Linked DNA regions of Mus musculus: regions 2 and 3 are each linked to region 1. A link is a contact called in public HiChIP or PLAC-seq data. All regions are on one chromosome and are shown on one strand. The core of a region is the stretch at or near the end of the contact, and the rest is flanking DNA. Distances in the headings are between cores, read along the strand shown.

The links. HiChIP or PLAC-seq counts read pairs in DNA pulled down with a chosen protein or histone mark.
Region 2: a FOXA1 HiChIP or PLAC-seq map of pancreatic cancer cells shows a contact between it and region 1. The contact joins the enhancer-like site here to the promoter of Actbl2 in region 1. A contact is called at or near these places in 5 of 39 promoter capture datasets (the 3T3-L1 cell line, embryonic stem cells, frontonasal cranial neural crest and 2 more), 1 of 484 Hi-C or Micro-C datasets (neurons) and 2 of 115 datasets of contacts at active chromatin or transcription factors (bone marrow-derived macrophages and pancreatic cancer cells).
Region 3: a FOXA1 HiChIP or PLAC-seq map of pancreatic cancer cells shows a contact between it and region 1. The contact joins the enhancer-like site here to the promoter of Actbl2 in region 1. A contact is called at or near these places in 10 of 39 promoter capture datasets (the 3T3-L1 cell line, the HPC-7 cell line, embryonic stem cells and 5 more) and 4 of 115 datasets of contacts at active chromatin or transcription factors (astrocytes, cardiomyocytes, large pre-B cells and 1 more).

The regions. Positions count from the first base shown.
Region 1 is chr13:111,253,268-111,257,702 of GRCm38.p6, forward strand. It overlaps Actbl2 (actin, beta-like 2), which reads left to right and starts at 1,746. Exons shown (of 1, transcript NM_175497.3): 1 at 1,746-4,435. The coding sequence starts at 1,866. The coding sequence ends at 2,996.
Region 2 is chr13:110,721,949-110,726,339 of GRCm38.p6, forward strand. No RefSeq gene overlaps it. Among named protein-coding and RNA genes, the nearest start is that of Gm33172, 40 kb to the left of the region's middle. Within about 2 kb of position 2,398, at least 36 of the 459 cell types and tissues checked have an H3K27ac peak or open chromatin away from gene starts, as enhancers often do. A contact at or near this core is called in pancreatic cancer cells, where this site is marked.
Region 3 is chr13:110,561,618-110,566,467 of GRCm38.p6, forward strand. No RefSeq gene overlaps it. Among named protein-coding and RNA genes, the nearest start is that of Gm32990, 4.7 kb to the right of the region's middle. Within about 2 kb of position 1,489, at least 84 of the 459 cell types and tissues checked have an H3K27ac peak or open chromatin away from gene starts, as enhancers often do. A contact at or near this core is called in hematopoietic stem and progenitor cells and pancreatic cancer cells, where this site is marked.

The DNA of each region.
Region 1 (4,435 bases), core at 496-2,995:
TGTATTTTAAAAATAACCCTATTTAAAAATGGGGTATAGAGCTAAACAAAGAATTCTCAACTGAGGAATACCAAAGGGCTGAGAAGCACCTGAAAAAAAATGTTCAACATTCTTAATCATCAGGGAAATGCAAATCAAAACAACCCTGAGATTCCACCTCACACCAGTCAGAATGGCTAAGATCAAAAATTTAGTTGACAGCAGATGCTGGCGAGGATGTGGAGAAAGAGGAATAGTCCTCCACTGTTGGTGGAATTGCAAGCTGGTACAACCACTCTGGAAATCAGGCTGGTGGTTCCTCAGAAAATTGGACATAGTACTTCTGGAAGATCCAGCAATACCTCTCTGGGCATTTATCCAGAAGATGTTCCAACTTGTAATAAGGACACATGCTCCACTATGTTCATAGCAGCCTTATTTATAATAGCCAGACTGCCCCACCTGGGGATCCATCCCATAATCAGCCACCAAAACCAGACACTATTGCATATGCCAGCAAGATTTTGCTGACAGGACCCTAATATCTCTTGTGAGGCTATGCCACTGCCTGGCAAATACAGAAGTGGATGCTCACGGTCATCTATTGGATGGAACACAGGGCCCCCAATGAAGGAGCTAGAGAAAGTACCCAAGGAGCTAAAGGGGTCTGCAATCCTATAGGAGGAGGAACAATATGAACTAACCAGTACCCCCCAGAGATGTGTCTCTAGTTGCATATGTAGCAGAGGATGGCCTAGTCGGCCATCAGTGGGAGGAGAGGCCCTTGGTCTTGCAAACTTTATATGCCCCAGTACAGGGGAATGCCAGGGCCAGGAAGTGAGAGTGGGTGGGCTGGGGAGCAGGGCAGGGGAGGGTATAGGGGACTTTCAAAGAGGAAACTAGGAAAGGGGGTAGCATTTGAAATGTAAATGAAGAAAATATCTAATAAAAATTTTTTAAAAAAGAAAAAATCTAATAAAAAAATTTTTGAAAAACAAATAAATCACTCAAAAACATTGGCATTATGCCTTTGTGCAGTCAACATGGGCTTGGTAAACCTACGAACAATGTCAATGCATGATAATAAATTTGGTTATTAGAAAATATAAAGAATATAATGTGGCTATTAGATAGTTTGTCAGAAAAAAATGTATAGTGGTTTACTTTATTGATCACCCTCTTGCTTTTACTTGTGGCTGGCAGATCTGAGGTCAGTTAAATAGCTCTACATTTTTCATGGCACAAAGTATATTCTGATTAAAGCCATTAGGCCACCCGAGGCCACTCGTTATTTTCTTTCATTAAAACAGCTTCTATCGTGATGACATCTTCTAATAATGAGAAAGAAAAACTTAAAAAAAATAAATACAGTATCAGGCCCTTCCTATGAGTAATATATCAAAACTGGAAAGTCAAGGCTAAGCGCCGTCAGAGTGCGCGCTTAAGAGGAGCAGTCCACGGAGCAGGAGCACAGACTCCATCTCTAGTTCTCTCTCACATTCCCTCTGCATCACATAGAAATCTAGAGACCTCACCAAGCAGACCCGGAAGCAGTGTGTGGGTTGCCTAATTACAGCACCCTGAGATTTAGCCACTTGGTAGCCAGTTTTCTCTTTATGAAAGAGGCCTACTAATGATTTCTGTAATTATCATCATTATTAGCACCTCAAAGGTAGCCCCGCCCAGAAATGCTGGGAACTGGTGGGGTAGGACATGGGTGGAGTCGGAGTCTTCCTTTAAATACCTGTGCTCGAGGTCCAGGCTCTCTTCTCTGAGGGCAGTTCTGAAGTGTTCTGAGTACCCATTCTCTGTCTCGCACATCATAGTCTAGAACTCACCTCTATTGAACTTTTGTTCACCCATCTGGAAGATCCCAGCCAGCAACCATGGTTGACGATGAGCTGACTGCTTTGGTAGTAGATAATGGGTCAGGGATGTGCAAGGCAGGTTTTGGGGGTGACGATGCCCCCCGTGCTGTGTTCCCCTCCATGGTTGGTCGTCCACGACACCAGGGGGTCATGGTAGGCATGGGCCAGAAGGACTGTTATGTGGGAGATGAGGCCCAGAGCAAGCGAGGCATCTTGACCTTGAAGTATCCCATTGAACACGGAGTCGTCACCAACTGGGATGATATGGAGAAGATCTGGTACCACACTTTCTACAATGAGCTCCGGGTAGCACCGGATGAACATCCTATTCTTCTCACCGAGGCACCCCTTAACCCCAAAATCAACCGGGAAAAGATGACTCAGATAATGTTCGAGGCTTTCAACACACCTGCCATGTATGTAGCAATCCAAGCCGTGCTATCCCTCTATGCTTCCGGAAGGACTACAGGTATCGTGATGGATTCTGGGGATGGGGTCACTCACACTGTGCCTATCTATGAAGGTTACGCTCTGCCTCATGCCATTCTACGACTAGATCTGGCAGGTAGGGACCTGACTGATTACCTCATGAAGATTCTGACAGAACGAGGCTATAACTTCACCACCACAGCAGAGAGGGAGATCGTGCGGGATGTCAAAGAAAAGTTGTGCTACGTGGCCCTGGACTTTGAGCAGGAGATGGTCACTGCAGCCGCTTCATCCTCACTAGAGAGAAGCTATGAGCTCCCTGATGGGCAGGTGATCACCATTGGAAATGAACGCTTCCGGTGCCCAGAAGCCATTTTCCAGCCTTCCTTTCTAGGCATTGAATCCAGAGGCATCCATGAGACAACCTTCAACTCGATCATGAAGTGTGATGTAGATATTCGTAAGGATTTATTTGCCAACACTGTGCTGTCTGGAGGCAGTACCATGTACCCAGGCATTGCCGACAGGATGCAGAAGGAAATTGTAACCTTGGCACCAAGTACCATGAAAATTAAGATCATAGCTCCCCCAGAACGCAAGTATTCGGTTTGGATTGGGGGCTCCATCCTCGCCAGCCTGTCCACATTCCAGCAGATGTGGATCAGTAAGCAGGAATATGACGAAGCTGGACCTCCCATTGTTCATAGAAAATGCTTCTAGGTAAGCTACCGTGTCCCTTTTCCTGGGTCATAATGATGGTACCCCACCTCACCCAGGACACTGAAGGTAAATCATTGACTTCTTATTGAGTGTACAAGCCAGGAAATCTGCGTCACCATCCAAGTATCCAGGGCTAGGACACAGCTAACCACACTGTGATTTTTATCAGCTGAGGGAATTCTGATATCATATTCCGTTTTTTTATGCCTGTAGGGCTCAAAGAAATGTGGGCTTGCTTACATGAAAATATGTGACAAGGAGTAAGATCATGAGAATATAATTTCAGGCTGAATACAATTTGCAAGCCTTATATAGAGCTCTTGCTGAAATGGTCAAAAACACTCTACAAATCTGCAATACAAAAGTTTAGCAACTATGTCTTAGTCCCTTTATTTATTTACTTCTTTCTATGGATATAACGAATTATACAAGTCAATCATCTGTATCCACATATGCATCAGGAAAGTAAAATATTACATCTTAAACCATAATAATGTACTTGGCTGACTGAGCAACTTATGTGCTTGTTTTTATTCTCTAGTCAACGTCTTATCAGCTCTGTATTTCAAGGAATTGACTTATCACATAAGCATAACTAAACAGTTACCATTCGATTAGTGTGTATAAATCAAATAACTTTTCAAGTCAAGGTAAAGATCTGTTGGTCATGACTTAGTTCCTGGACTTCATCAGACTCACGAAACAGCAGACCTACAGACGATGCCTAACTGTTTACACAGAAAGATATTGTTGTATCGAGTTAATTTTGTTCTGCCACAGAGTGACAAGAATAATTTTATCGATATCTCTCAGCCTAATAATGTGTCTTGAGTAATATCTGTTGGCCGTGATTCTGGGTATTCCTCATATGCAAGGATGTTGCTATGGGAAGCGCAGCAGCAGCATCCTTGCAAGCAGGGAACTAGAGTAGAAGTTCAGTAGCCTCAGGTGTGCTCTTGGGAGATTTGGTTGTCGTTCTTCATTTTATGACATCCAACGACTGGCAACACGTGTGTACAAACGTGTCTCTGAAATGTTAGCTTCTCAAAAAACATATTAGGGTTTCTTCCTACAATGTTTGAGATGATTTAGTGGACCCAGTGGTGACTGAACAACAAATCTTTAGAATGACCATATCTGTTTCCATCTATGCTGTGATTTCTCATCATTTGGTTATCAGGGTAATTTGCATTTTTCATGTCTTTTTCTAAAAAGTTAAGATATTCATCTGCTTATTTGCTCATGAAGATACTGTTAGACACGTGGGAGGAAGGAATCCCTTCTCTTTCATATTAGTTTGGAAAGCTCTTGTGTTTAGACATGTGAATTTGGAACCTTGATTAAAATAGAACGTTCCCAATACCTTGATTATTCTTTTATTTCCTTTATCAACTGAGCAGGCATGCTGCTGCAGTTGTTCCATCTGCAGATGTGCTTTC
Region 2 (4,391 bases), core at 1,148-3,647, 530 kb before region 1:
CCCCAGAACTCACATGGTGGCTAACAACATTCTTTACCTGCCATTCCGGGGGATCCCATGCCTCTGCCCTTAGTGAGCACTGAACATATGTGGTGCCCAGACGTGCCTGCAGGCAAAAGGTATTGTCTAGAGTGATGCCTTCTTTGTGAACTGTAGAGCTACGGCTCTTTCAGGCCTGATGTCCACACATTCGTCTTTAGTTCCAACTGATTCGGATGTGTCCTATCTGAATTCTAAAGCAGGGGCTGCTGCATGAGGAGTTAGCAGCGACTGTGCAGCTCATCACGACAGTCAAGTTCTGGAACTTTGAATCAGCCTCTGGTGTTCCAAAGACATGGGGCATGCCTGCATTCGTGGTGTCTTGTATATTTACGCTTGTTCTACATATTCATGAGCACGCGCGCAGCAGTTAATCACAGGAAGCACAGAAGCCGCGGTCTCAGTAGCACAGTCTGTTTTCTAGACTCATCTGGATTTGAGCATGCACAGTGAATCTGAAAGTCAAATTCTCCTTCCCAACTTTGTGAGCAGTAGGAAAGTCAGCAAATGCCCCCCTTGAAACCTTCGGTGTGAGAATATACAACTTGATTCTGATCTTAAATTTTTCCACCAGAAACCTCACACAATTATAAAACCGTGGGTACATGCAAGGAAATAAATTGAAATATTGTTGTATCTTGCCTTCTTCTTGCAGCTGTTGGGGAAGAAATTTAGGCATGCATATTCCTTTGTGGTTGTCTGCCACAGATCATTTAGGTGACCACGTGTAGATAATTAGATGCTTTACAGGAGAACAATACTGAATGTGAAATCAATTAGAAAAAAAAAAAACAAGAAAATTATTGTTCGAGAAACGCATGCTTCCTTAGAAAGCAGCACAAAAGTTTTTATTTCATAAATAAGTTAACAGTGTGGTAATACTAAGGATCCTGGAACAACTGTAAACTTTAGAACTCATTGGAAACAGACCTCTTAGGTTCGAGTGGCAAAGATTGTTTTGATTATAAGATAATGTAATACAGCCACGATCAATTTATTATCTCACTAGCTCTTTTCTCTCCAAGAATTCCTGAAATTAAAATCCGTAAGTATGTCCAGAACGTGGGGACTCATCTGTTTCTTATTCATTTACATCTTGTTTGCTGTGATGTTTCATGTGAACTATTAGAAGTTCCAGAAGGTTTTAAGCTTTGATGGGGGTGGGGGGTGATGTTAAGCTTTCTCCCCACCCCCTTTAATACAGAGAAAGTTCTAGTTTAATTTTAAATTGAAACTCAAAATCTTGGAGTGGACTTGGAGAGCTGGAACCAGTTATCCCTCAGCGCCGGACTTGGAAACATCACGATGTCTTCCCTGCCCACCTGGTTAGCATTTCAGTGGCTTCTTTTTAATGTGGGATGGATGTTTCCCCAAGTCCTTCGATTTCACTGCACAGTGGCAAGATTTCTAAAGTTAAATTTAAAAACTAAAATGAAGCATCACAGCCACGTGATAGAAAAGAAGTTCTTGGACTGATCTGGACCTAAATTAACTTTAACGCTGCAAGAGTCTAACTGCTACTCCTTCTCAGTGTTGTAATCAATGCAAACCAGATTCAGCAGCCCTAATGAGACAAATGTTTTAGAAAAAGGAGTGTGTTTCTTTTTCCAAGTTTAAGGAAAGCAGAATAACTCCCGTGCTTGGATAACCAATGGTAAGCATGCTATCAAGTAGCCGACTGATGCTGAGTCTGACTAGTTTATCCTTTATTTTTGTTTTGTGCCTCAAGCTACCAATCAATTTAAATATTCAAATTCAAAACATCTCACAGTTCTTCTTTAAATATTTTGCTACATAGATGTTTAGTGTGTGTGTGTGTATGTCTGTGTCTGTGTCTGTGTCTGTGTGTGTGTGTGTGTGTGTGTGTGTCTGTGTGTGTGTGTGTGTGTGTGTGTGTGTGTGTGTGTCTGTGTGTGTGTGTGTCTGTGTCTGTGTGTGTGTGTGTCTGTGTCTGTGTGTGTGTGTCTGTGTGTGTGTGTGTGTGTGTGTGTGTGTGTGTGTATCTGTGTGTCTATGTGTGTGTGTACCATAGTGTGCATATGGATTTAAGGGGTCAACTATGGGTTTGTAATTATACAATGTGGGTCATAGGAATTGAACTCTGTACTTTGGGTTTGGCAGCAAGCTCCTTTACTTTCTGAGCTACCTTATCAGCGCACTTGTCGAGTTTTTTAGTAGTAATTTGAATATGTCCAGTTGCCAAAATACAAGTTTGAAGAATAAACAGACAAACCAACATTAATCCTTTGGGAATGCATGAGTGCATCTGTGAGCAAATATCTGACAGACACAGGTGAAGGCAGGAAAGGGTCAATTTATTTTAGTTTCCTAGAGTCTCTAGTCTGTAAGGGCAAGGAATGCAGGCAGTAGGGATGACTCAGTCCATTGCAGTGAGAGCATGAGACAGTGGGAACTTATTCGCTATATGGCCAACCAGGAAGCAGAGAAAGGAGACTGGGACAACCAATGGGCATAATTTACACTGCTCACCCTTAGAAGTCTATGTCCACGAGCCAAGTCTCTCCCTCCCCAAGAACAGTTTTATAGTATTAGAGCTACAAACTAGACAAAGTCTTCAAAACGTGAGCCCATGGCAGGAAGTGTGGTATCTAAGCCCTGATAAACTGTGTGCCCTCAAAACTGGAATGCATTACTTTGTGTCCCGAATGCTGCTCATAGCTCCTGGTTCTTATAGAGTCTGCCTAAAGTCCATGCAGTATGGAAGCAGAGGGACCGCAGAGCAGTGATGTCAAAGCTATAGCCGAACCCAAGTCATGGAGAGAGGCAAGTTGCTTAACGGTGCTAATGACTCGGCTGGCACAAATCTGCCATGGAGGGAGGGAGGGAGGGAGGGAGGGAGCACAGATGGAGCCTTGGTGTGAATAAGCTCATACTTGAGGGTGCTTGTTCTATGTTGCATAGTCTTCTAAGGACTCCATAAGCATTAGTTCACATAACCTCTAAAGCAGCCAGAATAGTTATAATTACCCACTCCTCCGCCCTTCTTTTGCAGGCACAAAGCAGGCACAGAGAGGTTAAATTACACGGCTGAACTTGTTCCACCAGCACACTGTAAAGCTAGGACTGCAATCCTAGCCATCTGGACTAGGAGCCTGTACCTCCCTTGTCCAGTATGCACTAAGCTGCACCTTGTTGGTTTTAGGGAGATACTGAATGACAGAGGTCTGTAGTTTAGTACATAAGTAAAGTTCAGTTTTCTAAAACCTTTGGAGGCAGGGAGGTTTGCATAGAATAGGGAGACCTTCCTATGATGCTGTCCATAGTATATCCAGTTAGCACGATTTACCATCTCTCTGCTACCGATGAACAAACAACGTCTTATGTATTCTAAAAGCCTGGGAAATGCAAAGTCAGGTTTTGCTACTCAAAGAATCCCTTTTCCTCCAAAGCAACAAGAAGGTGAAGCTTTAAAGCTGGGATTCTATCAACACAGGGCTCACTGTGAGATCAGCGAATGAAATTCTCTACCAACGCAAGTACTTGAAAAAAGAAGTTACCCAAAACAACTACATCTGGAAGTTCTAGGAATTAGGGTTTTGTTTTGTTTTGTTTTGTTTTTTAAAATGTAGCTCCTATTTTAATGTAACATGAGATGACTGGTATGTAGGGGCAACTTTCATGAAGATCCAGATGTGGCTTCTTTCTTGCAGAGGAAAGGAGGGTCCACCCAGAAGTAGGTGAGGTTTTGTCTGTGCCTAGTTGCTCTCCTTATTTTTATCTGTGTGAACAGCCAGGATGAGAAGGAAGTAAGGTGTGTTTTGCATCCCCACTGGCTACCTCATCTACAGCGAGTGTGCCTAGGAATATTCTAGAATTATTTTAATCTGGCTTGGTTTTGCGTTTGGTTTATATTAAAACAAGGAAAATACATTTGAGTCCAAGAGCCCATAAGAGGCTTCTAGACAAAAAATGCATGGCCCAGTGGAGCTTATGGGTGCTATGCAGCCTAATGAGTTGGCGTATTGGAATCTTAACTATTCCCCACCCATATTTCCTGTCTGGTGTTGGCAGCTTGTGCCACCACACCCATTCCTCCTAGCAACACCTTCAAAGGGGAGTGCTGTTTCTCAGGTGGCTCACACTCGATTTCCTGAGTTAACAGGAGAGAGGAAGGGCTATCTTTCTCTAGCTTCCTTGTCTGCAAACTATCAACACAACCTTTGAGTTCCCACAATCCTCCATGCTCACAGGTTTCAAACTCCTGCCATAGAACACACACACACACACACAAACACACATACACACACATACAAACACACACACAAACACACACAAACACACACACACAAACACATACACACACACACACACACACACACACACACACACAC
Region 3 (4,850 bases), core at 239-2,738, 690 kb before region 1:
GCCCATCGGAGGTATCAAACCCTAGGTCTTCACAAGGGAGCCTGGGTTCCTCTTCGTTTATCTGAAACATCAGAAATAAAACCTGACTTGTAAGGATGTTAATCTCCCACCGGGGGCATGTTCTTCATTTAAATTGACAATTTCATTCATTTATATAATGAATTTCCCTAACTTCATATTGCTTCTTCTCCTTGCCCTTTTCCAATCCCTGTCCATCGTGTAGTGGAACCTTCTCTCCTCCTCCCCCTCTCTCTTCATCGCCCCTCTCCTATCCCCCCCCCCCCATCTAGTGCCCTCCTACTTTCATCTCTTCGTTCTGTGTGCCCTCCACTGAGTCTAATCAGTTTCTACCCTGAGCATGGCTGGTTGTTTACCAGAGCAAGGGCTGACTCACCACTGGAGAAAATGACACCTTCTCCCCAGAAACCTTTAATTACCATTGTCCCTCAGGGAAAGGTGGGGTCTATGAGGGCCCTGTCCAGTAAGTTTCTTTGTCAGTGTGATCTGGGAATTGAATCAAACTCTCTTGCCTCCTTACGAGCAAGATAAAAAGAAAGAGCTGTGAGCTGGCATTTGTTTTTGTTTTTTGTTGTCCCCCCACCCCCACCCCCACAGATCTTATAAGCTGGGTACAGTCTGGTTGTTTCTGAGACTCTCTAGTTTGACCAGTGTGTTCCTCCAGCCTCAATGCTCAGTTTAAACCCTAACTATTTTCTTCATTTCCCAATACATTGAAATACTTCTACTAAAGATGAGAGGCTAAGACCGGAGGACCATGAACTTGAGAACAGCCTGGCCTATGACGTAGTGAATTCAAGGTCAGCTATGTTACCCAGTAAATGAATGTAAGCTGGTAGGATGCAAAGCCAGATTCTTTCAAACTTGTCCTTGCTACCCTGGAAAGAAATTACCCAATGCTTTGAGTTGGAGGAGCATGCCAGCATGGTATTCTAGAGGGGGCTACAGTGGATTTGAATACCCCTTTAAAAGACAGAAAGCATGGCTAAATATATATCATGACGTCAAGAAAGGTTCCTGTCTACAACTTAGTGTTTCAGCAAGGTTTCCTGTAATGACCTATGTCAGGTCACGTGGCAGAAAAAGACACACTGGGCAAGTGACAGTGAAATATAGAGAAAAAAAAAAGCTCAAAATCACACCACGTACAAAGAAGAAGAAGAAACTCAATTCTGCTAGAGCTTTACTGAAGAGATGTGTGGGGTCTTGACCCAAGAGAAGTAGATTAAGCTTCCCCAGGCCTCTATTTGGAGATGAAGTCTTCACATAGCACAACTGCATGATAAACGTGGGTTTGTTTACAGTCCCTCTATGGTTGACACTATTCATCATTTGAACAGTGTGTGTCTAAGGATTTCCACAGTCCCTTTGAAGCTTTCTTAGCTATGATTTCATGTGTGGTGAGTCAGAGGGAACAAGCAGGATCAGGAAGTGCTGAACAATAGGACTGGGAATAACCGTTCTCACCGGTTGAAGGCAGCCGATAAGGTCACAGGGTGGGGACTCCCTCATCTTCCTACCCTCCCGAGGCAGAGAGTGGTTCTGTACTAGCCCTTCCCTTATATACAAGGGCAGCAAAGTTGGAAAGTCTGAGACACAGGGACAACCTTTGTCCTTCATTGGAGCTTCTAAATATGCACCTGTCTAAATGTGTGCAAGACATCACACACACACACACACACACACACACACACACACACACACACACACACACACACACACCACAGTCCCACAGTCCCTCTTGTTAAGTGATATTTAGACATTTTTAACCAAGTCAGCTACTAAGTTTCTTTTGTGATTTAGCATTTCCATTGGAGACACTTTGGAGATTTTCTTAGAGTCTGTAATTGATGGAAGAAACAAAAGAAAAATCATGATATCACCATCAAATACTACCCCTTTTAAACAATCCTTTGGCATTTTCTAGAATATGATATCAGATGGATTGTTCAGATAGACATTTTGTCTATGTCTTTTCTTCTGGGCTTTGTCACAGCTTGTGAATTGACAAGAAACATTTGGGTGATCAGAGAAGGCTACATATGGGTTTCTTTCAATGTCTCTGGTGGTGAACTTAGCTGGAAATAGTGTTTTGACAAACTTGGCCCTTTGGTCAGCTATAGATTGAAATAATCATATACCTGATACCAGTCTAAGGATTCCATGTTGGTGAGAATCCAACAGTGAAGGATGCACCCCAACTTAGAGCCCCCTCAAATAAGGTTGAATGTGATTTGAAAAAGTATATAAAACCAAATGCAGTATGAAATCAGCTTGATACGGTGTTTTCTGCAATAAAAATAGCAGAAAGTCAACTTTAAGAGATTCTTGCCTGACCTCAAGGACAGAAAGACAGCCAGAGATGAGAGTCTGTGACAGGAAGGGTATGAGAGTAAGCCTAGGCCCAATGTGGGAGTCAGCTCCTGGGCAGGGCCAACAGCAGATAATCAAACCACATCCTATGCTAGGGCTCGTGGGTACCACCCAGCTACGTCTGTGTGCTATTAATAACAGGCTCAGCTGCAGCCTGCCATCCATCTCGAAGGACAAGATCAGGATGGCGCAGGAAATGACTGTGGACCTGTTTACTTTCTCGTGACCTTTCCTCCTCAGTCAGCCAGCAGGTGCTGTCAGGAGAGCCGGGCCCAGAGGGGAAGAGCTCTGAACAACAGCACTTAGAGATGATTTTCTCAGTTGATAACGGTAGATCGCAACTCTACGGATGGCTGCAGAACAAGCACTTTCAAGCTTGGGAAACGATGCGAGTCACCTGTAGATCAGAACCTTTGTCCTATCTCTGTACTCGAGGACTTGTAAGCCTAAACGCGTGCCTAATCGTCCAGATTCCCGGGCTCCACTTGCGCCCACGTGACTGAGTAGAAAAAAAAATTGAGTCCGATATTTCTGTCAACAAACTTTGTAAACTCACATTTATAGAATGATTTTAGAAGGTGCTTTCTGTCTGTAGAGATGAGCAGAATAGCTAGCAAGGAGCATCTTTGGAGATTACAAGTTAAGACCATTAGGGCGGAATGGGGAATGGTTGAGTTCTGTTTACAAACTCAGTTTTGCAACTTGGCTGTTTCAGTAAATTAGATTCAAAACAGTTCCCTTCTGGTGAGTCCTAAAACTTCCTAAGTCATTTCTGTCAGCCATATATATCAATTTTTCAGGAAATAACCCAAAATCTTGAGAGAAACAAAGCTTGTTAAAAAAAAAAAAAACCAAACGTTTGATTAAAAAAAAAAAAAAAAAAAAAAAAAAACAAAGTTTGATAAGAGGGTGATGACATCATCAGATCCCACCTGTAGTTTGCAGAATGGTTGGAACTTTACTCAGGGATAGGGTCACAGTTATTCCTTGTTGTTGCTGTTGGAAACAGCTGGCATTATAACAGCTACTATTCATGAACTATAATAACAGCTACATACCCAGCACAGGGTGCTTTGAATATTCTCATTAAAGTCTCATAGCAAGTCTATAAGTGTAGTAAGATTTTATCCCCATTTTAGTTTTGAGGAAACAAGCTTAAGGAAGATACATACTTTGCCTCACTTGGACTGGATGGCAAGTGTTCATGAGAGGATGGTGAGGTAGGCCCAGGGTGGAGGCAGGAGACTGAATCCAGTACAAAACGCCCCACATTCTGCTCTTGGCCTTCAATCGTCCCCAAAGCAGTGATCCTTGGGAAGTAAAAACCTCCACCCTTCAGCAGCTTAGTGTGGACATTTCAAATCCTTCTCTGGGAGATGGAGAAATGATGCCAGAGGAGGGGGAGAGGCTGAGAAAGCTGGAGAGCGAGGTTGGTGTAAGAGAGGATGCCTGGATTCTGTTCGCCACAGAAATTGTGGCTTTCTAATTCTGTCCAAGGCCATCTTAGCAGATGCTATTTAAAATTCATTTATTCATTTTCCAAATGCCTAAATAAATCAGGCAAAACAAGGCCACCGTGATGTGTGTAAGGTCATACTGCTTCTGTTTACTTATTAATCATTAGTCCTTTATATTTGAAAATGCCTGTTTGCAGAGTACTTAGCGAGGGAAAGAAATTTCAGGAGGGTAGCAGGGATGTGACAAATCTGAATTTTAATGTCTCAATCTCAGAATTTTGTAATGCAGATATTCCAGGTGTAAAACTGGCTGTAGTCATTGAAATAGTTTCATGTATCATATTAATAGACCTTTACTGACTTATGGTCTATTTTAGTTCTTGCTTTACTTCATAACAAGGTTAAAAAATGGAAACTATTGTTTTCTTTTAAAGCAATTTTATTTAGTTGAAACGCTAAATCATCAGGAGTGAAACTATGGTTAGTTTGAAGTTACTGCAAAGCCACACAGGGCGGTGGGCATCACATTCGTAGATGTACTTGTGGTGGTCTCATGAATCAAGCAACATTTACTCTGACCAACACACAGAACTACTTTTTGAATCCTTAGAATTGTCACCAATAAGGTTCTTTTCTAAAGAGAACCAAACCTTGCTTTGAATACGTGGATAAATAATAAAAAATGCATTTTATATGTATATACATGTATGTATATGTATGTATGTATGTATGTATGTGTATATATATGGTATTACAGGAATTAAAATGTTTTAATGCTCATTATTCACCTAATTTCTTATGAACTCACCCTCAAAGGACCTGGAACAGTGGGCTTTCTCAGAGTCAGATTTTCTGTCTTCTGGTATGATTCGCATGATTTTCCTTTGCCTTATTTTTCTCAGCTCTATAATGTTTTCTTTAAAAGTCACAGATGTAAAGAGACAATTGAGTAAGTTGACATTAACATGTAAGTTCAGAGTATTGTCTCTTAACTCTCCCTCC